Linked DNA regions of Astyanax mexicanus: region 1 is linked to region 2. The links are chromatin contacts, called in public Hi-C maps. All regions are on one chromosome and are shown on one strand. Each heading gives the region's core, a stretch centred on a gene start, on an enhancer-like site or on the middle of the called end of the contact. The rest is flanking DNA. Distances are from core to core; before and after follow the strand shown.

What was found. A called contact is a pair of places that touch in the nucleus more often than the background predicts.
Region 1: a Hi-C map of blood shows a contact between it and region 2, with 7 times the contacts expected there. The contact joins the enhancer-like site here to the promoter of LOC103042331 in region 2. A contact is called at or near these places in 3 of 3 Hi-C or Micro-C datasets (blood and muscle).

The regions. Positions count from the first base shown.
Region 1 is chr21:22,910,337-22,915,505 of AstMex3_surface, reverse strand. LOC103042331 (radixin) reads right to left here. Exons shown (of 15, transcript XM_022674783.2): 7 at 4,487-4,570; 8 at 4,212-4,358; 9 at 1,267-1,363; 10 at 638-801. Among protein-coding and RNA genes, the nearest start is that of LOC103042331, 58 kb to the right of the region's middle. Within about 2 kb of position 2,820, the one cell type or tissue checked has an H3K27ac peak away from gene starts, as active enhancers do.
Region 2 is chr21:22,850,933-22,855,912 of AstMex3_surface, reverse strand. LOC103042331 (radixin) reads right to left here and starts at 1,293. Exons shown (of 15, transcript XM_022674783.2): 1 at 999-1,293.

The DNA.
Region 1 (5,169 bases), core at 1,571-4,070, 58 kb before region 2:
AGGTGGCATAAAACACAGTGGATCAACACCAGCAGATGACATGTCTCTCCAAACCATCACTGAGTGTAGAAACTTCACACTAGACCTCGAGCAGTTTGGACTGTGTGTTTCTCCACTCATTCTCCAGACTCTGCTCCCTTGATTTACAAATGCAAAATTTACTGATGATCAGTGATGGTTTGGAGAGACATGTCATCTGCTGGTGTTGATCCACTGTGTTTTATCAAGTCTAAAGTCAGTGAAGTGTTTTCCCACAAAATTTACAGCACTTCATGCTTCCCTCTGCTGACAACTTTTATGGAGATGCGGATGTTATTTTTCAGCAGCACTGCCAAAAGTACCAATTGGTCTTATATAATAATCTAATTTTCTGAGACACTGATTTTTGGGTGTTTCATTGTCTGTAAGCCATAATCATCAACAATAAAAGAAATTAGCGTTTAAAATAGCTCACTCTGTGTGTGTGTAATAGATCTAGATAATATACGAGTTTCACATTTTGAACTGTATTACTGAAATGAATCTAAAATAAATTAAAGTAAAATAAATTTTCAATTATATTCTAATTTTTTCAGATGCCTTCGTGTATATACACAGTATGAATAAATTTGATGATTCTCGTAAAGATTGTGAGTACCTCTCCATCTGTTTCTGGTGTTTTTCCTCTCTTGCCTGGGCCTTCATCTGCTGCACCTCAATGGTGTCTGGTTTTCTTCTCCTCATGTACAGCTCATGATTACCCATGCACAGCGCCAGGATCCGCTTATTGATCCGCAACCGCGGAGCGTAGAAGACAAAATCCTGCAATTACAAGAACAGAGTCGAGTGACCTACAAGCAGCAAGACAATGGTAGGAGTAAACAATATGATATGGTACACATATTTACTGTTAACATTATATAGATTTAATTTTAATCTCCTGGTTTTATTACAGAGATATTAGATGAAGTTATTTACTATTTTTTTTATCTAGTTCTAATCTAGATCTGATATTGATCTATTATGTCTGGGTGGTTGAAAATATTGTGCAACACTACATGTAGCATCATTCATTGTTTTTACAGTATCACCCACTCCAGTAGGCGACACCAGGTTGTATTTAAAGGCTACAGTACATGTAGTGTAATACAGTGCTAATATAATCAGCATTAAATGTACTACATTAATATTCATTAAGACTGTATCTCAATTAAGAATCTTGATTTTTTCAATGCACATTAAAAGTGCTAATTATTTGTAAACTGCTACTCCATACAGAATACTCACTGGTGCCTTCTTGTCAATGGGCTTGATGACGAATTTCTTGTCATTGAAAGAAATGTTACGGATCTCGCTCCAGGGAAAGCCGATCTTTGGTGTGAGTCTGTGGAGAACAGAAAATGAGAGAGATGGTTGTTAGAATTCATGCCTAAATGTATAAGATAAAGATTACCACTATAGTCCTTAAATTAATAGACTGTATTGAGATCCATGACTATACAAGCATAGCTGTGAACAATTATGCATTTTATTCATGCCATGAATTTGACAGACTTTTCAATAGGTTTCATAAAAACAAAACACAAAAAAATAAATAAATATGGTGTGTCTGCAGAGCTCTGACTTCTTGGTTATTTAGTTGAATGGCCTAACCCGGTGTTTACTCTGGCAGGCGTCAAGTCACTTGTGTCGCCCTACGATTGTCTCGTGGTGTGTTCGAGGCAGTTCTTGTTGTCACGAGTGGGTGTGTATTGGTGAGCCTGGTTAGCATACTAGCAAGCTACCTATCGAGCCATCCAATACTTTCTTCCATACTTTTTTCTCCAAACTTTTCCTGTATTTGTGCAAAAATGCATCATATTACTGTATTTTTCACACTAAAAGGTTAACCTAAAATGCTTTAATTTTTCCCAAAAAATGTCAGTTCCCCCTATAATCCTTATGTATGAATTTTACCAGCCCCTAAGCGTGCTAAACAATAGCTCTTTCACCGTTCAGAGGTGAGTATTATCGGACTGTAGTCTCCATGATTACCATGTTATATCAAGCTACTTGGGATGAACCGCTAGCTATTATCACCCTGGCTTACCGGAACACTCAGGGTTCCTCTGTCTAGTGCTATCAGACGCCATTAGGAAAATCTGTAGATAAACGAAAGCGCTTTACTGACAGAAATAAACAGTTTTCAGGAGAGAAATCTGTGTATATTAACATCCAGGGCTTGTTTGACTTTAAAATATATATTTTTTAAGAATTAGAGTTTTGTTACTTAGCTTTGCTTTACTTTACTTACAAAAATCTACTTTACCCTTCAAAATCTAGTAGATCTAGTGGAAAACCTTCTTTCCTTGGACAGCAGAAACAGTTACTCCAAGAAAAGTAGGATTATTTTTTATATGCTTGATTTTTGAGGAAAAAAAAATGAGCAGGTGTTCTATAGGTGCTCTATATTTTTTCCTGTTAATCTGTGAATAAAGAGTTGCATATTAAATTGACAGAGATACTCAATTTTCTGCTCTACAAAGCTTAGCACTTTTTAAGTTGCCTAAAGTGCACTGCACATCTCGTCCTGTAGAGGGCATCAAAATTCAAGCAACCGAAATTCAAACTGGCGCCTTACAGACTGAGACTGTTACCCAATCAGTTGGGTCTATAATAAGCTCCTAATCTGATAGGTAACTTACGGTAAAGTGTGTGAGCTTCCAGTCACTTCTAAATACGATCTTAGGCAGCACAGGTGCGAGACTTCTATTAGTCATGCTGGTAAATCCCGTGGTGGATGGTGCATATATTAATAGTCCTGACTCCTGTTCATTTAATATTGTGTTACATTCATACTTGTACATGTATCTGATACAAGTTAAAAAAGGTCATTCCAGTTCAGCAGCGTTTGGCCTGAAGTGCTGATGCTATAATTTTACAGGAAATGGGATGAGACCCCACAACCACATGCAGTCCTGTATACATAGACGTTTCTTGTAAGGTAGGGTCACGTACGAGTTATCCTCTACCCTCTACACAGGAGGCTCAGGGCCAACACACACATACAGACAAGCGTCCCTGACTGACGCATCCGTGTCCAACCTCTCCCTCTCCTACAGCCAAAAATAACACGCTGCCCTTTGCTGACACACATCCCTACTCCTATCTCACTCCAAAACCCTTTCCTGGAAGACGCTCTCGTTCTGACTAATTCTACGACTCTATGCAGCGTGAAGATGACAGCCTGGCATCGTGCCAAAGATCCTAATCTGGTCTGTGTGGACAAACCGGACCATTACACGCTAAAACAAAAATAGAGTCAGAAGGAAGGAACTGAAACAAATTTATTTCATACAAATAACAATGCAATTTTCAGTTTTAGCACTTTCTAGGAATTCAGTTTATTATTAGTTTATTACAACTTTAATTTAAGAGGTTGAGATAAAGAAAACAAAACTATAAAGCGTTTAGGAATTAAATCATCAGTTAAGCAGGTATAACATCTGGAGCTGATTTGGAAATTGGTACTTTCTGGGGAAAAAAGAGCGCAGTGCTCAGAGCTTGGAAACTTAAAAAGACTTGGATGTTTAACATTCTCAAACAACAGCGTCACTTGATTACTGGATAACATATCAGAGAAGGCACTAATTAACCACAGCACAGAGGACAGGCAATGATCGTGACCAGCAGCTTCTGGCTCCTATTGTCCATGCCAACAGATAAGGAGTAAGGAGGCCTTACATGCATATTCCAGGTCAGCGCTGGATATAAATCTACACAGATTTCTCTCCTAGTCTCAATATTAGCTAGCAGTTCATCCCACTTGGCTTATTTTAACACTGTAAACGAGCAGACTACATTCTGATATACTCCACTCTGAATGGTGAAAGGACTACCGTGGTTTGTGGGTAATGCTAATGCTGCTCCAGCAGTGCTAGCAAGGGTTAGCAGCAGACTACAGTCCGATAATACTCACCTCTGAACAGGGAACTAGCGGTTAGCGTCTAATGCTAATGCTACTCCAGACCCAGTGCTGGAGAACTAAACTGAAACTTCTGTATAACGCTGTACTTCAGTGGAGTGGCTTTACTGCTCCTTACAACCTAACTGGTAAAAGTAATACGTACGACACTCTGGATTATTAAGGGGCACTGACGATTTTGGGGAAAATTTAAGTGCACCTTATAGTGAGAAAAATAAAGTATTCATCAAACGTAGAGCAGTTTTGTGTGGATTGATGTGTAACTCACTTGTCTTCGTGTTCATAAATGTTGAGCCCCAAAGCGTCCACCCCCAGCCACAGCTCCGTCCCCTTCTTATTCTTGATCTCAAAGTAGTTCACGCCGTACATCTCCAGATCCTGAGCAATTTTCAGATACTCCATCATCGAGTCCTCTCTGAAAACACACAACAGACAAAAATCAGACGAGCAAATAACATGCTGCCATGCACTGCCAACAAAGATACTGTTATTAGCTATGGGCTCGTGCATGCGGGTGACGTCTGAAAACAGTAATTACTGTACCTCAGCATGCCTCTGTGCTCCTCATGCCAGGTCTGTATTCTTTCTTCCCACTGTTCTTTAGTCAGCTTGTGTTGCTCTAGAACTCTGAACACAAGAAACAAGGGTTACATTTTGTGCATTTAGAACTCAGCTGCCAGAGCCCTGAGAGAGCACAAATGGCCTTGCTCTCTCTAGGTGGGCAGATGGTGCTCTTTCCCCTCATCACTCCAAAGGGTGATGTCACTCAGCACAAGGAGTCAGTGAGATGATATATCGGATCAGAGTCGCTGCGCTTTCCTCCAAGCACACTGGCTACTCGGCAATGCTACATCAGCAGCAGCTCAAAAATGTGGAAGATGTGTCGGAGGAGGCATGTGCTAGTCTTTACCCTTCTGGCGTAAATAATAAAATGGCTCAAGAAAATACTGTATATTGAACACTGTCTAGTTAACTAGTACAACACTGGATGCTGATGATGTGTCAACAGAATAGCTGGTCAATTTTAGGTTAGTATGGACAAAGGTATTTGGACCCTAGCTAATTCATTATTTTGATTTTTTTTTCTTCAAAGGTATATAAAAAAAAAAAAAACACGGAACTGTCTACATTCCAGGGTTTTCTATAAGATTCTGAAGCATTGCTGTGAGAATCTGATTGCATTCAGTGACTTTCCTGGAAGACGCTCTCATTCTGACTAATTTTAG
Region 2 (4,980 bases), core at 44-2,543:
CTGCACGATATTCAAAAACGTTGTTGATATTATTGCCTGTAATACGATATGGTACACGCATATATAGCTCTGGAAAAATAAACGTTTTTGAATCATTTTTTTCTGACTTTGCTATTTATAGGCATATGTTTGATTAAAATCGATTCTATAAACTGCAGACAACATTTATCCAAAATTCCAAATAAAAATATTGTCATTTAGAGCATTCATGCAGTTTCCATGCATCTTGGCATGTTCTCCTCCACCAGTCTTACACGCTGCTTTTGGATAATTTTATGCCACTCCTGGTGTAAAAAAAATCAAGCAGTCAGCTTGGTTTGATGGGTTTTCTCATCCATCTTCCTCTTGATTATATTCCAGAGGTTTTTTAATTTGGTAAAATCAAACAAACTCATCAGTGGTATCATTTTTTTTTTGCTTTACATGCAATGTCTAGTGAGTTAATGCGAGAAGACATTACACTGACAACAAACAAACGAACATGGCTAAAACTTCATTTACAGGCAGCTCTGTCTCTCAGTGTGGGCCTGCTTGTGTTGGTGGGGGAAATACATGACATTACCCCCCCCTGTCTCCCTCTCTTTCTCCACTCATTTTCTCTCTCCGCCTCTCCACAAGTTAAAACGGGGCAGAGCAGCGTTAGCTAACTAGTCAACTTACCGTTAAGCTAATAACGCTGTAAACTCCCTCAGCCACAAAGTACCGCTATAATCTTTAAGCTAGGCTCCTGTTACTGAGCCCAGTGTGGTGAAAAAAGCCTGATTAACTGCCTTACTCTTATAATAGCCAACTTTCTGAGGAGAAAAGCCCTCAAAAGGACAGTAAAAGACACGAATTAACTAGTTAACCAAACTAACTAACTAGTTAGTTTGGTTAACTACTTAAGTAGTTAAGTAACTAGTTAGCTAGGTTAGCTTTAAGCTATGCTAAGCTAGGCCAGGTTAGCTAGTCAGGGGAACCAGGGGAACCAGACTCACACACAGCCGATTAAAACTCACCTTGACTAGCGAAGGACTGCGGCTCCTGAACCAGCCTCACACACCACAAATCCTCCACCGAGGTCGAGCCTCACACATAGGCACAGCGCTCTCCCGGCCCCCAGCTGTGGGAGTTCAGGCGTCGCCGTGTGTTCCCGTTGGCACTCTGCCGTGTAACGGCTCGGGGGAAGAGAGGAGCAGAGCTCAGCTGCAGCTACAGATCCAGATCCACCACCGCCGCCTCACTACAGCTCAGCGCGCGCTCGCTCCAACCAACCAACCGTCAATATGGCCGGCGCGAGAGCAGCCAGCAGCAGCAGCAGCACGAGGCGTGGTTCACTTGATAGATGAGAAGGGGAGGAGGAGGGGGAGGAGGAGATGGGGGTATGGAAGAGTATGGAGGGGTTTACTGACTGAATTAAATTTAGCATAGAAATGTATTTATAGAAATTATATCTTTATGTAAATGTTAAGTCTGTGGAAGTCTGTGTATAAATTTTATTTAAATGTATGTGTGAATATGTGAACTAGGGGTGGGCGGTATGGCCCTAAAATAATATCACAATATTTCATGAGATTTTTTCGCGATAACCATACCACAAGAATTATTTCAGGAATACACCTAAAATTAAATTTTATTATTGCATACAATATAATAAAAGATGGCATATTTCTAACTGAGATATTAAAAAAATACAATAATTTTATCATATTTCTAACAAAAGTCTATGATCCAGAATGTAATGATACTAAAAATGCACTCCAAATATCTCCATATATCCAGGACTGAGGCACAATGAATGATACTACACAGATATAATCTGTCTCTAGTAGATATATAATGGGAAATGAGAACAGTGAGAATTTTCCTTTTGCTAAAAACAGCAAAAAAGTTGTACCCTGATGTGATAATTAGGGGTGGGTGACATGGCATGATATTTCAGGGTATTCACAATATTCAAAAAATGTTAGCAATATTATTGTGTACAATGTGATATGGCACACCCCGAATTTAACATTTATATGTATTAGCCAATTTATCTGTTTATGTGATTATTTTTGTCTATATATTAATTATTTTTACTGCCACATAATGTGTGTATGTATATGGGAGAGGGGGGGGGGGGGTCAGAGAGTCCCCATATTAATTTCATATTTCAATATAAATAAAAAATAATCTGCCAGGCTCTGTAATAAGAGTGACATTCTGAAGTCATCAAGACTATAAAAAAACATATAAGGAAGCATACAGTAAACTTTAAAAAAGTGTTAAAGTCTTATATGGGGTACTGTTAACTTGGCACTTGTAACTCTGATGAATCTTGTGCAACAGAGGTCACTCTTGGCCTTCCATTTCTGAGGCAGTCCTGATGAGAGCCAGTTTAATCATAATGTTTTTGTTGGCCTTTTGAGTGCACTTTACTTTTCTAAATAGTTCTTGATATAATATGGATTGGAACATTTCCCCAAATAGGGCTATTCACTGTATACTAACTCTACCTCAATTCAACTGTGTATAAGTCCACTGACAGGCTGACAGACTGTCTGTGTGGTGGCCAATTCGTTGAAATGACCACTCTGCTTCTCCCTGTCCAGTTATATGCACCTCTCAAAATCCGACAAACTGGGCAAAATGTCTTTGTTTTGAAAGGGCAATTACCCAACCCACTCACGAAGACTCACCCTTTTAATAGTAATGCCCCAACAGTAGAAGGTTAAAGACTAGCACATACCCCCTCGCCTCTTATTACATTACAGCTGATGTAGCATCACTGGTAGCCAGTGCTCTCAGAGGAAAGCACAGCGCCCCAGCTCTGATACATCAGCAAGCAGATGCCTGTGCTTACAGACATTTCCATAGACGTGATGGGGGGAGAAAGCACCCTATACCCACCCAGAGACAGCAAGGACAATTGTGCTCTCTCTGAGTCCTGCTGCTGATGGCGTGCAGCATAATGGCAGCACCTGGACTACTCAGAGCCGTATACAATAACTTGACTATAATAAGTTAAGGAAAGGGGCCAAGACCATCTTATGGTTTTGCTAACAAGGCAAATCACATCCTCTGTTTGACTGCAGAAGGTCTTCAGGAAGATGTAGCAGATTCTGGAGTAGATGTATAGGAAGGAAAAAATCCTAACAGGACCCTTTTCAACTGGAATAGCAGATAGGAACCCATAGATGTGTACTTACTTATTGAAACACGTTATCAAATAATCTTGATCTAGAGGGCACACAATTATAATTTATTGCATTAAGAGGCATCCTATTTTAGGCACTTTATAATTTTTCCCACAAGAAAAAAATCAGGCAAAGGGTACTTTGTTTTTTTTTGCCACTCTAGCGGACACTTAAGCAATGCTTTTTCAATCATGGGGCACCAGAGGAGACGGTCATTCCCCCTGCCAACCCCATGAGTCCACCAATAATAAAGAGCATCCCTATTGTTGAAATGCCATTGTTTTTTTTTGTGCTGACAATTGAAAGTCTCCAAACTAGGCTTGTCTTCTCCTGGTTTCTCCAAGCTAAATCTAAAAATTCAATTTCTCTAAGGTATACAATTTAGAAACAGCAACTGTTTCTTAGCACATATGTATTTGTCGTGATTTTTACAGCTGGGCAAGAATATAGAGCATATTTTATTTGCCCTTGTGCTCCCCCTACAGTCCTACAGTGCAATTTACACTTTGAGCCACCACTTTACATACATACTGTACATATAAGTACACATAAATCCTTCCAAATTAAATAATAACATAATAACAATAAGATGAATAATTATAGTCTAAATAATTACGTAAATTTTAAATTACATAGAAGGCTGTGTTTAGAACTTCTATTTTTAGAAAGATATGATGACATAGACTTGGGCAATATGCTATATCGTTTCATGATAAATGTTATTATTGTATCGAGAGTGTGCTTTAATATGCATGTTGAGGATATTTTAAGAGCTTAAAGAACACTAATCCCACTGTGCTTTTCATTACTGAGTGTGTAAAAATGTGTGTAACTAAATGTGCAGCAAAAAAATAAAAATACATTGCTGTTTTATGCATAAAAGAAAATTTTAATAGCAGTTTTTAAGAATTTGCAACTAGTGGTGCATTTTGTCAAAGAGTGTTGCTATGAAAAAAAAAATATTGCTATGAACATTGTGTATTGTGAAAATGTCTTTAAATATTGTGATACAACTTTTTTTTTTTTTACCATTGCATAATTGCACACCCACAGAGTATGCTTTTTATTCTGTTTATATTCATTTTGGAATAATTTTTATGATTTCTAGACCTATCTCTGCTACTGACACTATAGACTGCATTAACCAGAATACCACTTCTCCTCACACCACAGTCACATACTTCCCCTTTTCACCAACCATGGACGCTCATTGTCACCTGAATTCTGATTCCCTACACCTTGTGTATTCTGACATTTTTTTTTTTTGCTTTTTCTTTACTTTTTTATTTGTCCTATTCCTTTGTTGGCTGGATTTTCTGCTTTTTTTTTTACTTTTTGCCTGATTTTGACTACTTCGACAACTTTGTTTTCGTTAATATTTAAAATGCCTATACCCTACACATTAATGCCTCTCACAAAGCATACTTCATACATTTTCAAATTGCTGTGTAGTGCCAGATTTTTCTTAATTCCTGTCTGAGAAACTGTTGCCTAAAGATGTAGCATAAGCATAAGTCAACCTATACAGTATATTCTTTAGTCAATGACACCATTATCTTTTTCTAACCGACACATTTAGCTATATACATCCGCTTCTTCAGCCTACAGTGCTTCAGCCCCACCCATACACACTAAAGTGATCTGGCTATAGAGTTTCAGCTCGGACTGCTTTTTGAATGAGGCACGAAACACGACAGCCAATCAGAGCACAGTGAGTTTACATACAGTTTACATAAAGTATATCTGTCTTAAAGATACAGCAGCCAACTAGACATATTAAGGTTTTGAAAATAGTAATGTGTAGAACAAAGAATTATAAACA